Linked DNA regions of Zea mays: region 2 is linked to region 1. A link is a contact called in public Hi-C data. All regions are on one chromosome and are shown on one strand. Each heading gives the region's core, a stretch centred on a gene start, on an enhancer-like site or on the middle of the called end of the contact. The rest is flanking DNA. Distances are from core to core; before and after follow the strand shown. Region 1 holds the start of LOC100193885. Region 2 holds the start of LOC100127511.

Region 1 (6,741 bases), core at 4,048-6,547:
CTCTCTAGGACCCATCAGTTATTTATCCAACTCTTAGAGCTCATTTGGTGACATGAGAATTAGAGGGGATTTTAAAATTTTTAAAAAATCTTCTCTAATTTTGTTGTCACCAAAATAGTCTTTTGGGATTGTTTGTACTAAAGCTAATAGTTAGTTGGCTAAAAATTGGAATAAAATTAACTAGCTAATCGCTAAAAGTAAGTAATAGTTGAACTATTCGGTTAATTTTAGCAGCTAACTTTAACCTAACTATTAGCGCTTTAGTGCATTCAATCTAAGTTTCAGGATTCGTGCTGCTACCAGATCCAGATGGCGCGCTGGTCAATACAATAGTATGGTTGCCGTGATACTGGAAAAAAATTGTGTGGGTGGTGAAACGCATAAATGCTGCATTGATCTTTTATACATAAACTGTAAACTGTATCAGGATCTATTTATTACACCAGCACCTGCTAGCTGTTATTGACCTTTTTCACATCTGGACTCCTATCCAATACTAGTGTATAAACTACAGTGATCTCATCGGACGGCTGTGGCGGCTTGGCTGGACAGTGGACACTGCCTGCTGTTTCGAGTCCTTTTCCTCGTTTGATATCTAGTATCATTAGCAATTTGCAATTATCATTTGAAATACATGAACATCCATTTGCAGGGTCTATGACTGGGACATGAAGACTAGATCAATGGCCAGCTGCCCCTGAAACTGTTCCAAGCAACACTATATGATGAACTAGGGCATCTAGATATCCTAAAAAATCAAGTGGGCTGTCTATTTACAAACAATATAACCACTGGGCACACTATAAGATGATAATATAATCACAGAAGAACTATAAGATGATAATATAATCCCGCGGAAAGTATAGCACGGCAATTTCACTATAAAACGGACTGAGCTGTACTGAAAACCAATCTTAGGATTCCAAGTTTACATCTGCAGCTTAGAGGGGAAGAGAAGCAACATTAAAAATGAAACAAATTCTCCTAACACCAGCCAACTGGTTTCTGCACAAATCACCTATGCTGGCCCTGGGGTACCATCCATGCTGGTGTCCTCAGGGAGCGCCGTACTGGTTTTATTCTGTTCTGGGAGTGACTGCCAGCTTGCTGTATTATCATCAGCCCTGCTGCCTGGTTTTGCATCTATTGAATTCGACCCAACACCAACATCTGTTCTTGCATCCATGTAAACAACTCCACCTGATTCTTCGTAATTTCTTGCATTAAGATCAGGATCACCTTCCAGGCCACCAGAAGACGGATTCTGAGTTGGATGATTTCCCTCATCGTTGGCTTCTCCTGACAATGTAGAATCTCCATGGTCTGCCTTTTGTTTTTTTGCATTGCTTCCTGGAGGGGTGCCAGTGCCCTCGTCGTCAACATCATCATTTGCTGCACCTGGCTCTGCAGGATCAGAGAGATCCCTCCTTGGTCTCTTCCATTTCTTTGTAGATGATGTGCCATCATCCTCAAAATCTTCCTCCTCCCTGCCCCTGTGCAGATAGGTCCACAGTTTTTTGTCATTGTCATATAGCACGCAAGGGTCGCGTTCATAATGCAAACGATCGAGAGCTCCGCTGACGACTTGATTGATTGCAGCCTCTTTATTGGCTTCTTCATGGTTTAGGTATTGTGAATCTCTGAGTAGTGAGCAGACATCTGCTCTAGTTCCAGTTCTTGCAGGCAACCTGGACGCAGCATCCCTTACAAGACAGAGGATAGTGACATGTGGCGGCCGATCAGGTAAGAGCATGGGGTGACCCCTCGCTTTCGCCGTTGGCTTTCCACCTCCTCTTCTCAAGGGAGCAACTATAGACTTCTCCCCATCAACAGCAGTATAGCAAAATGCTCTATCAGGTATTGAGTACCTCAAAAATTCCTCACGCTGGAAATATGCCCTTGCTTCATCTGAGCTTGGGCTTATAGTGTTCAGACTTTTTTGCGCTTTAAGCTCCTTGAACCTTTCCTTCAAATCCAAGTTTGCAGGATTTGGTGGTGGAGGTGGTGGAAGGGAACCTATCTGCTTAAGGGTTTCCTGACCACTTTTCAGCCAATTAGAAAATGCATCAACCAACTTAACAAGCATCTTGTGCGGTATACTCCATGCTTCAGCAGAAGTTTCTTCATCAGGGTCATCATATGATGAAACAGAAGGTACTGGACCAACCCAGAACCAACTTTTGTTTGACTTCTCATAGGCAACTAATGCTTTCCAGCCCTTTGCACCTAGAGGAGCTGTTCTAGATGAAAGTACTTTCAATACTCCTCGAACTAAATCTTGGAGGGGCTCCTGTGTTTCAAGTATCCTAGGGTCTCCAGGATTTTCTCTAATTCGATTGACAATCTCTTGAACAGTAAGCGCCGGTGCATTGATTGGTACAGTTTGTTCTGCAGCACTGGCATTTGCACCCTCAAGGACCTGTTCAGTTTGATCTGTTGTACTTTGTTCTTGATGAGGTGTTTTGATGTGTTCTTCATTGTTGAAACAAATTTTGCCCTCCTCTCCATCTGGTTGCTTCGCTGTGGCTGGAGTATCCTCAGCAGGAGTGACCATAGCCTTCTTTACAGCAGTTAAAAGATGTACAACAGAGAACGAAAAACCAGTATGGATTGTTGGTGTTATCGGTACATACTTCTTCTTGGGCTTCTCAACCTTCTCAGGCTCTGCAGCTACCACATTAATTTCAGGTACAGCAGCAGCTGGTTCTGCTATAATAGCTGCATCTGTGGTGCTGCTCTCTGGCTTTTTTTTGTTTTTCTTCTTGGATCCACCAATGTTCTCAACAAGCTTTGAGCCAGATGACAAATGCTCACCATGCTCATCCAGGCTAGGAACTTCGACTCTTCCTTTTGCTTTTTTGGAGCTAGAGCTGACTCTTTCAGTACCAACATAATCACCATTAGAATCTTGGCCTGCATGGCCTGATCTACTAGCAAACCTTTCATTCTCCGCCAACCTGGATGAGTCATTTGCATCTTCATTAATTTCATGCAGATCAGAGTTATGATAAACATGCATGTCCAGATTTCCCGCCCCTTTCCGCTTCCTTTCACCACTTGCTGCTGGAGGTTTCATGACATCACTAATCTGTTCTGTCACCATCACATCCACATCACGTAAATAGCCAGTCTCTGAACCCTTCCCTTCGAATCCTTTGCTCTGGGAGGGTTCTAAATCTGCATCAGTAGTAGGATAGTTCATTTTGGCCACTTTAGCAAGCTTGTTTGGCTTTTTGGCACCATGTGCTGGTCTATAATACCCAGAATGGTGACGCTCTGGCTTCCGTTCAAGATAATGCACTTCCCCGCCATCTTCAAACTTTTCCGAGGAATCAGATTCTGTCTCATCACTTTGAGCATAGACAGCATTGCTCCTGGAGTGCTTCTGGCCAGTCCTATCTAGTTGTGTACTGGATTTACCTGCCATCTTCGCTTGTGATATCTTGCTTCTAGGGTCAGAACCAACATGGGCATCATTAACCTGCTGGTCAATACTTTTATAGGACTTAACCTTCAGGCCATAACCAGCTTGATCTTTCCTGCTCCTGTAATCACCTGCAGACTGCCCCTTCTGCCTGTCATGTAATGTACCAGTGTGGATACCAGCTGGCCAGTTCATCTCATCACCCATTAAAGCGTTAGTGTGCACACCTTTTCCACCCTGTGCCCAGTCTCTACCCGAGTACCTTGAATTCCTTCTGGTATCAAAATAAGGAGGATCATATGCTGCTGCTAAGGTAACTCCCTGATTAGCAATGGGATTCCTGCCGTAGTGGTAAGGAGAGGCAGTATGGTTATCACTGTAGTTATTTCCATACAGATTACCATCATAGGTCGTAGTTAATTCCTTCTTCACTGGCTTGGGCAGAGCCCTCTGAAACCAAGATCTTGATGAATCCCTTCCATATCCAAGGTCCTCCGAGTAATGGCCCTCTATGCTCCTGGGAAGCTTCCCTCTATGCGTGCGTGGATCATACCTAGAAAGCTCAGAGAGTGACATCACAGCATCGCGGCCAGACCCTCCCATGTAATCCTCATCCACTCCTTTCGGCATACCCGCTCGCAGCAGCCCCTTCGACTTCTCCTTCACTAACTTCCCCGACTTCTTCTGTCCACTCTTATCATGCTTGAGCCGATCTAAGACCTGTTCTCCAGACCCTCTGCTCTCGGAATCAGTCTCCGACCCAGCCCGCCTCGCCAACTCTAGAGCCTTCCTCTGCTGCTGCTGTGCCTTTAACGTGTGCAACATCCTGATCTTCTCAGCAAGGCTGTATCTCTCGTGGCCCTTCAAGCAATCCTTGATCTCCCGGAGGCCCCGCACCATGGAGTTGTGGTAGCTCTGGATCCAGTAGCAATGCTTGCGCCGCTCCGCGAAACGGGTACCACGGCGGTACAGGTTGACCCTCGGGTCACAGAGCCCGCCCTTGAGGCGCTTGAAGAAGGCGGCCAGGGGGCTCCCAAAGTGGAAGTTTCGCCCCGCGAAGAGTTCGACGAGCGTGCGCGCAAAGGTCTCCTGGTCCATGTCGGGCAGAAAGGCGGCGAGGCGCAGCCGCTCATCCTCGCTGAGCAGGGTGTTCCAGGCGACGAGCGAGAGCACGTCGCCGAGGCCGTCGAGGTCGTAGAGCTCCAGCGGCACGGCAACACTCTGGTCCCCGACCTGGCATATCTCGGTGCTGGGCTCGCCGAGCTCAGCGACGTCCAGCCCATCGGAACCCATCCCTGAGTCCCCCTCTTCCTCCTCCTCTTCCTCCACCACCTCCTCTGGATCCTTGCCTCCTCCGCCGCTGCCGTTCTGGCCATCGTCGTCGTCGACGGAGAAGCCGTTGGCCTCGGACTCTTGCGACGGCGTGGCCCGCGACTCCTCCTCGTTGTCGTCGTCCTCCGTGGCCTCCGGCGAGCCTTCACTGCCGCCGTCAAGCCTGGGGACCCGGTTGCCGGCTCCGGTCCTCACGATCGCCATGGCCTCCCACCTACGCCGCCGCACCCAAAAAGAAAACGCCGCAACAAAGCCAAATCAGTTAAAACCCTAAGCTCCCAATCTACTGCCTCCTAGCAACAGGAACGAAGGAAGGACAAAATCAAGCAGGGGCGCAGTACACAAAGAACGAAGCTCACTCACCGGAACGATCCGAAGCGGGCGGAGCGGCCGGGATGCGGCGAAACCCTAACCTAGCGCGCGCGGCGACGAGCGAGGGAACGGAACGGAAAAAGGGGGGGCAAGTTGTGAGGAAGCAGGGCGACGGGGCGAGCGGGTGCGGAGGATAAAGAGTGGCTGGGGATCGAGCCGTCGGATCGGGGGAGGGCCGCCGCGGGGGCTGGGGTGGGGTGGGGTGGGTTGGCGGCGCGGGGGAATAGGGCGTGGGGGCAGGGGGCTGCCCGCAAAAGTGTTTTTAGTCGCAGTCGGTCTCGTACTCTCGTCTCAAGTGCGGAGAAGGAGAGGAGATGAGAGGAGGGAGACGCAGAAGATGAGGAAGGGGAAAGCCCCGCGGACGGGTTCGAGGGCGCCGGGCCTGGTAGCGCAGAACGCTGCCACGTGGGCCCCTCTCCCTCCCCTGGCGGGTTTTCCGGGTTTGCGCGGGAACTTAACTTCGCTCGCGAGCTTTTTCTCGTTCCTTTGCATTAGTTAGGCCTCTAAAAGTTATGCAAAGCTTTGAGCTTATGCAAAACCTAACTTACGGTTCTATTTTACCCTCCTATAATCTAACTTATATAGTCTAGGAGAGAAACAAATAGACCCTTAGAATAATTAGTTTATTTTTAAAGTTGTAAAGTTTTAATATAAAATAGACTAAAGTTTAGAGATATTTTTTACTATTTGTTTAAACCTTTAGATCTAAATTTTATAATAGAGAATCCGAACGTTCTCAAGACATCTCCAGCAATAGCCCACAAAATAGTACCTCTACTTTTAAGTTCTTCTTGTTACTTCTTATTTTCATTTGTTTTCTTATATAATATATACATATGATTTTGAAAACACTATACTGTATAAAAAAATATTTAGGACGTGTTTGGTAGGACTCTAGAGTAAAACTCTAAGAAGGAACTAGTCAGAGCCTGCCAAACACCAACTTCAGAGTTGTAAACTCCACGGAGTTTTTCGGAGTTGTAGTACAAATTTTTGGAGTACCTCTTTTACTGCTCTGAAGACTTAAAAAAGCAACCTAACATAAAGTTTGGAGTTATTTACCCACCACTGCCACTGATTATGAGATAGCAATATAAATTCTGGAGCAGAGCTGCTCCATCCAGAGTTTTGGAGTAGAGCTGCTTCGAAGCGGAGCAGAGCCATACCAAACATGCCCTTAAACACACAACTCTAAACATGAAAGTTCCATTTACCCAGGAACAGGATCTAGATGTCAATAGAGGGGTGAATAAGCGAATAAAAAATATGACTTAAAAACTAGAAATTTTACTATACTCGAAGTCTAATTGCAGTGGAAAGAATATCACGTCGAGTAGGTTGCAGCGAAAATGAAATCACTGTCTCAAAATATCATGTACTTCAAAGACAGCCTATACCACAGATAAGTATTGAAGTGCAAGTAAAAAATAATCAAGACATAGAGACAGAATGAACACATCACAGATAAGGATGGCAGCGGGTCGGATTATGTTCGGGTATAGTAATACCCGACCCGATGTAGTACCTGAGTCATCTACAAATATCCATACCCACCAAGCCAATCGGGCAAGAAACTGTACCCGTATTCATACCCACCAGGTATCTGTCGGGTA
Region 2 (6,577 bases), core at 2,052-4,551, 460 kb after region 1:
TCTTTGCCGAGTGTCGCCGTAGGCACTCGGCAAAGGATCCGTCACCGTCACTTGGCGCCGTGACGGTGACTTTTCTTTGCCGAGTGCCCGACAAAAAGTACTCGGCAAAGAAGCTGTTGCCGATGTACAGTTCGCCGAGCGTTCTTTGCCGAGTGTAACACTCGGCAAAGCCTTTGCCGAGTGTAAAATAGCCTTTGCCGTGTGTTTAGAACACACGGCAAAGGAGCTGATTCCGGTAGTGAGAGGGGATCTATCTCCGAAGAACATGTTGTTAGTATATAGAGGCTATCTACGTATACACATACACGATGCAAGGATCGATGGTCATAAAAAAAGTATATACACACGCGCAGATGCTTACTACGGAGTAGTACGTTGGTATAACTTCATTGGGTGCCGGCCACTTTTATTTGAAGCCATATGCATGGACAAATTAAATGTCGCTCGACTCTTTACACTTGCAGTACCCTGCAAAGCATGGACGGGGTTTGATGAGAAGCAAACACTAGTAAATGATGTCAGGTACAGTTATAGCCTCACCGTGTATATGTATTTATATAATAATACTAGTAAAGTACACAGGAGTATAGGCGTATAGTATAGCTAGGTATGTAGAGGAGCTAGGTATGCAGACGAAATACAAAAAGGATGGAAGTTAATGGCTCATCACTGTGAATCCTGCTGATCCGCTAGCTGCAGCGCCCACCTCTAGGTAGTGTGGGCCATGCATCGCATTGCGTGGTTGCAAGTGTCGTCCCATGGGCCATGGCCCGGCCGGAGGAGGGCATCATCATCACCTCATAATTCCTCAGTTTCCTATTGCTGCATGCAAAGAGCAATGCAAGCTCTTTCCCAGCTGGCTGGCTGGCTCCTCGATCTACTCTACTACTGGTGTGTGGTGGTCGTCGACCTAAATCCTAGGCAGATTTCCAGAATCCGGCCGACGTGTAATTCTGCCCTTAAATGCACGCATGCATGCCCGCCGATTTATAGCCATGAGGCATATGAGCTAGCTAGCCCCTCTGTCTCTGTCCGATCGATTAGTCACACCACATCACCGATGAATATATTAATTGAATACTGATTGGGTCTCTTTTCTTTCTTTCTTTCTTTCCCTGAAGGATGGCGAGAGCTGCTGGGGCAAGCAGATCGAGAATGAAGGCACGACACGACGTGCTAAGTAAACTCGCCACCAGTAACCAACCGTTCAAGGCACGTACTCTCGCAGCGTTGCAGTTGCAAGCACATGCAGATAGATAGATATAGATAGATAGATAGATGGATAGATAGATGGAAAGAGCCATTTTTTTCCGAAGAGGAATGTGTGCTGGTGTACGTGTGCCTTGTATGCTAGGAGACCCAGTGTAGTCGTCGTCGTCGTACGTACGTAGTACGTCCATCATCGATCTTCTCAGGTTTTAATTTACGACCTCACTAAGGCCATGTTTGGTTTCTTTAGTCTAGGGACTAAAGTTTAGTTAGGAGACTAAAGTTTAGTCCCTAACATGTTTGGTTCTAGAGGCTAAAAATAGTAAGAATATACTACATGACTCATAAGAAGACTAAAATGGCTTTTAACAAACTCTTGCTATTAGTACAATTGAACTAAATGAGGGGTAAATGTGGAATTAATATGGTTTAGTCCCTTTTAACACATATGTGAAGGACTAAAGACTAAATCATTTTAGTCCATATTTTAGTCCTAGTGTTTGGAAAAAAGGGACTAAATGAGACTAAAAAATAGAGACTAATCTTTAGTCCCTCTAACCAAACACCCCCTAAATACTAGCTTGTTACTATATAGACCTAATAATGCTAGATCTAGTTGCTAGCTGTGTACCTAAACCCTGACCGAATCGCCATCGATCTATATATGCTTTAGCAAGAGCAAGGTCGTCAGCAAGCCGCTAGCTATAGCTGTGTGTGCCCATACAACTACAACTAGTCGTCTGTCTATACACACACACACACACACGTAGTACGTACCTACACAATAGCCACTTACTGGCGCGCTTGACGTTTGCACGCACAAGCAGCAGTACGTACCGCGTTCGTCCCTCGAAGCAGGGAAATCACAAGAACGCGACACAAACGGACGTACGTGTATAGCCTAGCAATAAACACGGCGGTCGACAACTGTTGGCCTCCTCTCTTGCCTGTACTGTACGTGTCTCCTTCCTTCCTGCCTTGCCTTGCCTTCGTTGTCCCTTTCCTCGATCTCGCTCGTTCATCACTTGTTGGCATGCCGGCATCCATATGCATGCACATGGATTCAAATTACTAGGGTATACGTACTGTGATCTATGTGCGCTGTTGCGAACGAGTTTGAAACGAAGACAAACAAGCTAGGGCCAAGGGCATGGGATCATGCATTGCACACACGCATATGCATACGAGCTCCTACAACTGTACATACGAACATAGATAGCTAGGCCGGCCGGTCGGTACGAGATGTGTTGGATACGCCGGCGTTAATCTGTCAGGCATTTGGAATCCATCACGCAACAGTACGCGGTGCTTCTTGATTACCACATTGATTCTTTTCATCGCTTTGCTACAGGAGCTGAAACCTAGCGGGCTGGGCTGGGCTGGGCTTGCTGGCTATATACTGCTGCTCCGTGTGAGAAAAGATGACCGCTGCTAGCTGCCTACCTATAGCTACCTTACCAGTGAACAGTACAGTACACAGCAGGCCGCTCTTGCATACACTGCCATATTGCCATTGCCACCACATCTCTCATCTCTGCCTCTTCTGATCCCTCTTCCTTCCTCTCTCTCTCTCTAAATAAACAGTCACTGCAGTACGCGTCCTTCTCCCTTCCCTCACCTCCTCTCTCTAAAGTCTAAACTCAACTCCTACGATGGTGGTGGTGGTGGGCATGTGCGCGTGTATGTATAGTGTCTTCTGCATCCATTATATATACTGTGCAGACAGGAAGAAGGAAGCAGTAGTGGCCGGCCTCTCCCCACTACATGCTTCTTCGTCGTCTCATCCTCTTCTTCCAATCCAGACCTCCGTCCACACCCACCCATCTGCTCCTCCTCCTCCTCCCTCCCTAGTACCCATTTTGTCTCTCTCAACAGTCCCTCTCTCTCCAGTCTCCACACACCCAACCAACCAAACCAAACCAAACCAAAACCTTTTTGCTAGCTTATTCACAGACAGCAGCTTCCAACCAATCAAACTCATCGACCGATCGAGTGCTCGTACACCAATAGCTCAGCCAGCCATCAAATCCTAGCTGGAGGTGCGTACGTACTTGGCTAGAGGAGGTAGACGACGACGGCGACGACGACCGACATGCCGTCGCAGCAGCAGCAGCAGCAGGGCCAGCAGGTGGCGGCGGGGTCGACGCGGTGGTGCCCGACGCCGGAGCAGCTGATGATCCTGGAGGACATGTACCGCGGCGGCCTGCGCACGCCCAACGCGTCGCAGATCCAGCAGATCACGGCGCACCTCGCCTGCTACGGCCGCATCGAGGGCAAGAACGTCTTCTACTGGTTCCAGAACCACAAGGCCCGGGACCGCCAGAAGATGCGCCGCAGGCTCTGCATGAGCCACCACCTCCTCTCCTGCGCGCAGTACTACGCCGCGGCGGCGCACCACGGCCACGCCGCCTTCCTCGCCGCGCCGCCGCCGTACGGGCACCAGCTGCTCTCCCCGTCCACGACGTCGCCCACCCCGGCTGCTGCTGCTGCTGCCGCCGCTGCAGCGTACGGCTACTACTACCCCGCCACGGCCGCCTTCGCTGCACCGGCGAGCCGGTGCGCCGGCAACGCCACTCCCCCGTCGCCGACCACCCAGCTGTTCCACTATCAGGTAGGACGGAGTACGTACTAGGAGTATCTATCTATATTCTATACTACAGGTCACATCACCAGAGCTGGAATAAATAAAGTTTCCATCTTTATATTAATCCGTCCATGCAACTACAATGTATGACTCGGACAGGGTGGCGGAGGGCTTGTGCCGACGGAGGCGCTCGGCCGGCCGGAGTACTCGCTGGGGAAGCTGGACAACTTCGGCGTGGCGCTTGACGACGTCGTGGTGAGCTCGACCTCCGGTGCTGTCGTCGACACGATGGGGGCGCCTCCGGTTGCAGGGTTCGAGGTGGCGCCGCCGCTGCCGGCTGCCTTCAGCTGCCGGCCGCTCAAGACGCTAGACCTCTTCCCCGGCGGTCTCGAGGAAGAGCAGCACGACGTGGCCTGATCGGCGCATATATGCCGTTGTTACCATTAATTACTACTTAGCTAGTCGTCGCCATCAGTCGTTGATGCATGTCAATGTCATGCAGTAGTACGTAGTACACACACGCTGACATGATCTCAGCTCGTCCCCCTCCCGATCAATTTAGCTGGAGCTACGACAGCTAGAGCTAGCTTCGTTCTGATCTCTCTCCGATCCATGGCTACAATCTAGTGTGTCGTCGTCGTGTTGTTCTTTCTGATGCATGTGTTTGGTTAGAGGGTGTACTTACTCGTTTCTAGAGATTAGTGCGCTCTGGCTAGCAGCTAGCTAGAGAGGAGAGGGAGTGGGCGCTGAGCAGCAAGAGCTAGCTAGGAGTACAGTAGTACGTGCTACTAGAGTAGAAGAGGCCCACCGGGGAGGCACAGGCACAGAGCAGTCTGCGATGCATTCATTCCTTGTTGAGTTATTATGGGATGTGACCGTGCGTACAGTGCGTGTTTAGTGTAGCTAAAACAGGCATGCATGCAGTGTGAAGCTACTATAGCTGGTGGGGGGTACGGTACCTACTAACTAGGCTTTATTTGCAGAGCTCATTACTGGTGGGAGAGGAGATCAAACTTAGGTTCATGAATATCATGTAATGGAATGTTCCTTGCTTGCCGGTCCCCCAACTCCCAACCTCCACCAATTCCTCTCTCTCACTCTCTCTCTCTCTCGCATCTAGATCAAGATCCCTCCTGCTCCACACCCTGTGTCGCTCCGTGTGTATGGACTTTTCTTTTGCCTGCCTTATCTTTTGTATGTGTGCCCACGAAAGAATAAGCAGCCTGGTCTTTTTGGATTGGCGCCGATTTGGTCAGCGCCAATTACTAGGGGTGTACCGCCTAGCGGTGCCCTCCGCGGCAGCACGGACGGTCCGCGGCTCTGGGCCGGACGGTTCGGGACCTGGACGCAGGAGCGACGCCTTCCCTGCGTCGCACCGGATGGTCCGTGCACAGGGCCGGACGGTCCACGATGGCGCAAGGTCGTATTCCTCCTCCTCGCTGGAACCTAGATCTCGCCCCTTGGGGGAAGAGATCTTAGGGCGCCCTGGATCGACAGGGCGTCCCCAGACGACGTGGAGTTGCCTAGAAATTAAAAGATCAATTCGAGGAAGAGGCCTTGGGTGGATAACTAGATCTTGCCCCCGGGAGGGGTAAGATCCTAGGGTTATCTTAGGGTCGGCAGGCCACCCAAGACGGATCTAGACGACGTAGAGTCGAATAGGGGTGTAGGTGGATATGCGGAAGGCTATAACTCGAACTACACTACATCTACTCCTATGGCAGGAATGATAAAGAAAGTAATTGGTTCGATTAGAATGTGTTCGGAAATTCTCAATCGGTCGTAGCCCTTCATATATATAGGGGGTCTGGACCCGTTCCTAGGCAATAGCTAACAAACCCCACGTGATTAGATGGATAACCACGCTCGGGATAAGGATAATCACCCGAACTAATCTGATCGCGGGGGCGCGGACCGTCCCCCACTTTTGGTGCTCAACACATGCCCCCTGCCTTTTGGTGGAGCTTGGCGAACCAAAAGAACCAGCGAAAACTTCAGAAACAATTGATCTCATGAGTTATTTTATTTCCAAAGTAAGGATGCAGCTCGATGCAAGTCATCGGCTCTTGTGATCAGATAATATAAAATACTTGATAGAACTTTGATGCACATAGGCCGTTTCGGATTGCATCCTCTTCGGCCATGTCTGTCTGATCAATCTGTCAATAGACAAAAACTTGTGGTGCCCCCTAGCCCAAATAAGAAAACTTGTGGTGGCAGGGACAGGTGGCCTGTCAATCCTCATCTCCTTTTGAAACCTCAACCGACCTTCATTTATAGCCGATTGTATTTGCCAATGGAAGAAAGCACAATCATTGGTGTTATGAAGAAAGGAGCCATGCCATTTACAACATATAAGCCCTTTTAATTCTTCAACCGGAGGAATTATATATGACAATTTAATATTACCATGCTTAAGTAACTCATCAAATATTTTATCACACTTAGCAATATTAAATGTGAACTTAACTTTCTCCATTTGTGTCGAGTGCAGGTGAGAGCAAACAGAAGATTTGGCCTTAGCGGGCCAAACAAGCTCAGCCACAGATGACTTTTTCGGCTCTTGGGGATTGGGTGGCCAGCTATCTTTATACCGGCCTTCCGCACTAGGAGGATCACAGGTGATTTCAGGTGCTTCGGACGGTTCAACCTATGTAGTCGGACGGTCTGCGAGTGGACCGGGCAGTCCGGTACTATTCCTGGACTGTCCGGACGCGTCGGGCAACGCCTGCGACCCTTGCAGTGGGCTCTGTGTGACTCCAGACTATCCGGCGTAGGGTGCCA

What was found. A called contact is a pair of places that touch in the nucleus more often than the background predicts.
Region 2: a contact with region 1 is called in a Hi-C map of tassel, with 4 times the contacts expected there. The contact joins the promoter of LOC100127511 here to the promoter of LOC100193885 in region 1. A contact is called at or near these places in 2 of 25 Hi-C or Micro-C datasets (ear and tassel).

Annotation. Positions count from the first base shown.
Region 1 is chr6:37,459,759-37,466,499 of Zm-B73-REFERENCE-NAM-5.0, forward strand. LOC100193885 reads right to left here and starts at 5,298. Exons shown (of 2, transcript NM_001359316.1): 1 at 5,120-5,298; 2 at 878-4,970. The coding sequence starts at 4,960. The coding sequence ends at 1,019. It also overlaps a transcript of LOC100191898 not described here.
Region 2 is chr6:37,922,872-37,929,448 of Zm-B73-REFERENCE-NAM-5.0, forward strand. It overlaps LOC100127511, which reads left to right and starts at 3,302. Exons shown (of 2, transcript NM_001112768.1): 1 at 3,302-3,820; 2 at 3,953-4,210. The coding sequence starts at 3,302. The coding sequence ends at 4,210.